Regions from separate parts of the Cricetulus griseus genome. Here region 2 is linked to region 1. The links are chromatin contacts, called in public Hi-C maps. All regions are on one chromosome and are shown on one strand. Each heading gives the region's core, a stretch centred on a gene start, on an enhancer-like site or on the middle of the called end of the contact. The rest is flanking DNA. Distances are from core to core; before and after follow the strand shown. Region 1 holds the start of Nrp1 (neuropilin-1). Region 2 overlaps Nrp1 (neuropilin-1).

The links. A called contact is a pair of places that touch in the nucleus more often than the background predicts.
Region 2: a Hi-C map of the CHO-K1 cell line shows a contact between it and region 1, with 6 times the contacts expected there. The contact joins the enhancer-like site here to the promoter of Nrp1 in region 1. A contact is called at or near these places in 5 of 8 Hi-C or Micro-C datasets (the CHK-Q cell line, the CHO-K1 cell line, fibroblasts and 1 more).

The regions. Positions count from the first base shown.
Region 1 is chr3:205,160,308-205,163,435 of CriGri-PICRH-1.0, forward strand. It overlaps Nrp1 (neuropilin-1), which reads left to right and starts at 1,560. Exons shown (of 18, transcript XM_027404763.1): 1 at 1,560-1,578.
Region 2 is chr3:205,307,006-205,310,176 of CriGri-PICRH-1.0, forward strand. It overlaps Nrp1 (neuropilin-1), which reads left to right. Exons shown (of 18, transcript XM_027404763.1): 17 at 1,988-2,038. Among named protein-coding and RNA genes, the nearest start is that of Nrp1, 150 kb to the left of the region's middle. Within about 2 kb of position 1,841, at least 1 of the 6 cell types and tissues checked has open chromatin away from gene starts, as enhancers often do. A contact at or near this core is called in the CHO-K1 cell line, where this site is marked.

The sequences.
Region 1 (3,128 bases), core at 310-2,809:
TTCCAAGTTTCCCTTACATGTCAGATGTTGGTTAGCACCTAAGACACTTTGTTTTTCAATATCCGTAGGTTTGACTTTAAAAACAGCATAACACAAAATCTACACTGAACTTGATTTAGTTTTCAGCTACACTGGGATCTGCATGCTGTACTGATCTGAAGTACCAGGTGGCTCCAAAGGCCTTCTGGGAGCAATGACTCTCTTATTTCTGGCAAATTGATATGGCTTGGTGAAATGAGCAGGCCATTTCCACCCAGCTAGTTCTCACTGATGAGGCCAGGTTCTGGCTCTGCTCAAACAGGCCGCATGGGCAGTAGCCCCTGAGGTGGTGCTGACCACGGACAGCCTTGGTCCTCCAACAGCACTCTGTTACGGAAGCAGATAGATAAATCACCCCCTAGGTGGAAGCTGTCCCTATCGCCTCGGCAGATCTGTGCTATCAAGAAGAGGGATATGTGCACAAGACAAAAAAAAAAAAAATCAAGCTAGGAATACTGCCAAATTCTTCCTCTGTCTCACACTTGCTCTCCTATAAAGCCGTTCTATCTCCCTGGGTAGAGAATTGCAGTTATCTGAAAGGGCCTTTCTCTACTTAGTGGAATCCTATAGCATAGTAAAAGGCTGTTAGCCAGAATGGTTAGCAGTATACCAACGCACTAGCTGGTAATTATTAATTACGATGGCTCGGTTCCATTTCGCAGCACCCACTATGAAAAACAAGGCGTCTAGGAAAGCCTCAGATAAGCGTGGCCCTGGAAAATCAGAGACAGAGTTTAAGTATGTCTCCTCTAGAGTGCATAGGGCGTGCCTTACTGGTTGGAGAAATGCTGTCAAGAGTACTTAACAGGCTGAGCCAGAAAACCAGGGGTCCTTCACTAGCCCCAAAGCTTCGAAGCCCTTCCTCCTCCCAGCTTCTGGGTATGAGGAACTGTCCCACCCAGGGCGCACCAGTTGTTGGCCTGGCTGTAGTCTGAGGGAAAAAAAAAATGCACTCACAGCGAGGGGTGGGGGTAGGAGAGATTTCAAGCCCTTTCCCCAAAACATTGGCCTCTTAAGTGTTCCGCGTATGCCCCCTAGCTCACCCGACCCGGGGCAGACTGTCTAAATACGGCTCTTTGAAAAGAGACAAGGATCTGGATCTCCACAGCTTCAGCCTGTTTTCCCTTCTCTGTTGTCCTAAGAGGCGCCTGTCCCTTGGACTCCAGGACTAAGGTGGCTCGGGGTCGCCCAGAGTCTGAGACTCACTCGGCGCAGTTGGAATTGGCAGGGATGCACCCGGCGCCTGGCGTGGGGAGGCGGGGACACGCGCTCGCTGTGGCAGGGCGCCAGGGCTGTCCCCCGCCTCTGTCGTTCCCCTGGCTCTGCCCTGGGCGCGGCTGACGCCTAGACCTTGCCTGCAGAGGGCCGACCGCCCCGCGACTGCCCCTTCCGCTCGACCCGGGGCATTTGACTCCCAGACTCCCGGCGCGCCCAACCCACCGGGGGGCTTCCAACGGGTCAGGCAGCCTAGGAGGAAGCCCAGTGGCGACTAACGGAGGCGCTTCGGGACGGGGCTGGCTAACTGCGCCCGGGGTGGAGGTGCGATGGGGCGGGGAGGGGGGCGGATCTGTGCTGTAGGCGGGGCCGGGTAACCAGGGCCGGAAAGAAGGCTGAGTCGGGCGCGGGAGCATAAGCAGCAGCTCCGCGCCTCGCACAAGCTTCAGTCGAGCGCCCAGCCCAGACACCCAACGCAGAGTCCTGGCCTGGAGCACCAGTGTCCCAGCGTCCTTTCTCCCTGGCTGACCCTAGTTTTTCAGCCAAAACCTTTGACCAGAGTCTCCTTGCCAGCATTCCTAAATCTTTGCCAGCTCTTGCACCAGGTAGGAGTCAGTCTCTGTGATGGCAGTGAGTCTATAAATGCCACTTCCCAGAAGGCTTATGACCTTTTCACCTTCTTCACCGACTCCTTCGGAGGGCAATGAGCCCGGTGAAGTGCTTGATCAGAGGCCACAACCAGTTTAAGTCCCTGGGTTGTCCTTGCTATTCATACGCCAAACGCCACCTGCTGCAGTTCTCGGAAAGCCCTCGAGGAGGGAACCGGACGAGATGGGGGAGGGGAGCACCCGGCAGACGCCCAGGAGGCACCTCCTCGGAGGCTGGAGGGCCGGTGGACACAATTGTCTGTAATCTAAAGCTGACGCTAGGAGACACTTGCCAAGATCATCCTGACACCCCAATACCCGATTCTTGCCAGTCTTGTCCCTCCTCCCTCGGGATGCACAGAAATGGGCCCCTCGACCCCAGATTCAGAATTCCTGGAGCACCTGTGTTTCTACGTGGCTGGTCAGTGTCTGTAGGCGCCTGCCCCCTAGCTGAAAGGCGCGCCACCACCCATCCTCCGGGTTCATGTAACCCCAAAGGAGAGGGCTTCAAATCTCGGGGAACAATACAGCCTGCAGCGTCGGGGGTGGGGGGGGGTTACCCAGCCCCGCGCCTTTACGCAGGGTGAGGACAGGGTGAGGAGGCCGTGCTCCGCTGCAACCAGGCTCCGCGCTCCAAGGTCTGCCTATGTTTTACGTGGCAGAAACACGGTCGCAGCTCTCTGGGCTCAGCAGCGGGTCTCCCACAACAGCCAGGCTTTCTTCTGTCTACAGTCCCAATCCCGAGAATCCTGGAGCGCCCGGCTGCTTCCTGCCCCAAGCCACAGGCTGGCATCTGGAAGTGGAAGCGGGGGGGGGGGGCGCTAGCTCAGCGATCATCATAAACCGGGGCGCGGGTGCCTGGGGATTTGGAGTTCATGAAGTAGCCGCTTAATCCCCGGGCTCTCGGAACTCCTTGGCTCCGGGATCCTCGCCTGCTGGAGCAGCCTAGCTCAGTCCTGGGGTGCAGAGGAGCACACCGAGGTAGACTAGCCGGACCCTGGGGCTGGTACCGCTCGCCTTGCCCCTCCTTACATACACGCGTCCTTACGCTCTGAGCTGACAACCTGCGCCCTCAGCGCCCTTCTTCCCGCGGAGAGCACCGCAGGGTTTGGGGGTTAGCCTAGCCTACCCACCAGGAGAGCACGCCAAGGGAAACTTGAGTATCTGAGTCTCCAGCCAGGCAATCACTGGCGGAGCTGTGCGGGGAGGGGGCGGGAGGAAGCGAGG
Region 2 (3,171 bases), core at 591-3,090, 150 kb after region 1:
TGGGATGGAGTCTGCTTTATCATTTAGACCAGAAGTCAAATGCAGGCAGGGCATAAAGTGGGCCAGTTTATCTCCACTCACTTCTTCCTCTAACCCAGTCACTTAGAAAGTCTGCCTCCAGAATCCAAAGGCTGTGGCTTAGAAGTCATAGCTGGCAAACAGAAACATTTTGATGGAGAATAGAACACACAGACATCTGGACCGTTCCCATATCAGAGTGTGGAAACAAAGCAGTGGACCTTCTAAACATGTTGATAACAGAGAATTTAATTGAGATTGTCAGTGAGTCATAGATGCCGCCATTCACCGCTGTATTATAAATAAGTGGCTGCTTCTGGCTCTGCCACTAGCTGACGTGACTTGGCAGGTAATGGCGATTCAGAGATCTACCTAACGGGGTTGATTATGATGGCCTTGTATGGTCCACAGATGAAAGTCAGACATAGAAAGCCAATTCATATTCCCCAGTTCTTGATCCATAATTACAAATAGCATCACTAATGACAATGTAATAGCACAGTAATTAGTCTTAAGCTCCATTTGCTACACTGAAACTTTTGTTATATATCATTACATAATAGGCTGTTAATTATAACAGAATGAAATAAGCCTGCTGGGCAAATTGAAGACAAAGGAGGCCTGTTGGCTGCAATGGATTTTTGATCATTTCTACAACTTACAAGTCTTCTATTATATTAGTACATTGACTATATGTAATTCTTAAAGGGCCAATAATTTGGTACCATTAACTGAAGAAACTAAAAAGAAAGAAAAAGAGTGAATAATGGTCTGCCTCTTCATTCTACATAAGGAACCCTCTTCAATGCCACCCTACCTATCAGCTTCACAAAACAATACAGCTTTAATAGTTCAGCCGACATTATTTTTGCAAATTACTCATTTCTATGGATATCTGGCCATTCAAATGTGTATTTAGTTTAGCTAACACAGTGTGTGTAGTACTGCATTCCTCACCCACATTGAGACTAAGAAGGGGATATTCCAGGGATAGAAAAACAAATTCCAGGGATGAAAACAAAGAAATCAACTAAGTTCAGGCCAGTAAGTTTTCACTGTCTGTGTACTATATATAAAGCAATGTGCCAAGTGGTACTGTCTTGTGAGTTTTTCCTTTAATGGCTTTTGACTACTTAGATATACAAACAAGGAGTGGTCTAAAAGGGCTGGTTGAGTCAGCAAGCTGAAGACCTAAGCTGGGATCCCTAGTACCCAGGCATAGATGTGTTAGCTCGTCTCAGCCCAATCTCAGCAGTGGGTAGGCAGAGACAGGTAGATTCCAGGAGCACGTGGGCCACCTCAATCAGTGAATTCCAGCTTCAGCGAGAGCTCCTGTCTCAAAAACTTAGATGAAAAGAAATCGAGAAGTGACACTTGATGTCAACCTCTGGCCGTCACATGCATATGTGTATAATTATATAATTACTCACAAAATATATATTATTGGACATTCTAGTCATGGAGGCTATGAGTGCTAACTATATACGAAGCATTTATTTGTACAAGTTTACCGAAGTACTTATTATGTGTTAGGCAAGATTTTAAATTCAGGGACATGTCAGAGAACACAGGACTGTACCCATTCCCAAGGCTCCACTTTTTCCATAGAATTTTATTTATTTCTGATAAAGTACAGGAGGAAGTTTCCTAGTTCAAAGAATCATTGTGCTATTTCAAAGTCCAGTTCAGTACACACCAACAGTAGGAAGCAGCCACCAGCATTCTACATTCCCTTTTGTGTTTCTTATTTTCATCAGTCTTCTACATTCCACATGCCAAAACCTGTCCCTCTGCCCTTCACAGTGTCTTAACCGCATTTATGAGTCATGGAGAGGGACACTGTGCAATCTGTACTCCTATGGAGGCCCAGCAGAGGGGTTGGAGGGTTTCTGTGCAGTTTGCGTGTATCATATCTGTTTTATTTTATTGGTGGTTTAAACATCTCTTTCCATTTTCTTTGCCTTGTCAGAACCAACAGACCTAGATAAAAAGAACACAGAAATTAAAATTGATGAAACAGGTAAATTCATCTTACTGATCAGCCTCTGTTTTAATTTCTTATTGCTTTTTGCTGTTTGTTAATAAACGTCACTGAAATCCTCAGACACTAGCGTATCCAAGCAGTTTAGACAAAATAAGTCCCTGTGTCTAAGTGAATGGGCATGGATTCGATCATTGTCACAGAGTGCTGTATGTTCTTAGCTGCCTAGGGGACTTGGGGGTGACACTGTGAGGTTGCACTCCACAGAGTGAGTATGCCCAATCCTTCCCTGCCTGAGCTTTTTCACTGAAACACAATCACAAAAGGGTGAATTGTGAAGACTATTCATGTAATCTTTTGAAGCCAACAAATCCTGTGTTCCGCCTCCTAGGTGGAATGTTGAAGAGGGCAGAAAGCCTAGCTTCTCTGAGGATCTTGTCCTGCTCCCTTTCCCTGGCCCTGAAGCCTGGGGGTGACATTGATGGTGGAAATTCCTAAGGGACTGCTGTACACTCGGAGCAGTGGAGACCCATCATCTTGAACCCTCTGAGCAGTTCCACAGGGCAAGCTCCCTCTTGTTTGACAGACAACAGAACTGAAACAAAAGTAGCACAGCTAATTAGGGATAGCTGTGGGTGTTTGATAACTGCAAAATGTGTGGCTTCAGCTAGCATTTCCTCAGTGCTCAGATGTAAGACTGAGCTAGGTCCTGGAAGCTTCCAAACCACCTGGCCAGCACTGCTCCCAGTTAGCAGGGACAGTGAAGCACCATTGCCATCTATTGCCTTTGGAAATGTGGCTCTTCTATATGTATGGCCAGCACAGACTGACAGAGACAATAGACACAGCTCTGTGCTGTTGGAAATATTAACACATTACCAAGTCCACACAGCTGTAAACTTTATTAGAAGTTGTTTCAAAACAATCTTTCATCAAGGGAGAGAGTATTAATATGCCCCCAAGGCTTGTTTTCCCTTGTTTAGGGACTCGCATCTCATATTTTTAGTTTGTGCTGATTGGAATCTCAGTTGATCAGAGGACCATTAAGTAAACACCACACAAGCTGCCCATTAGCATTTCAGTCCTGCTCCTAGCACCAGGTAATTAGGCTCAAAGCTCCCATGCTAATAACTTCTCATGTTCCACTCTAAAGCAAACACATCCCTAGTGAC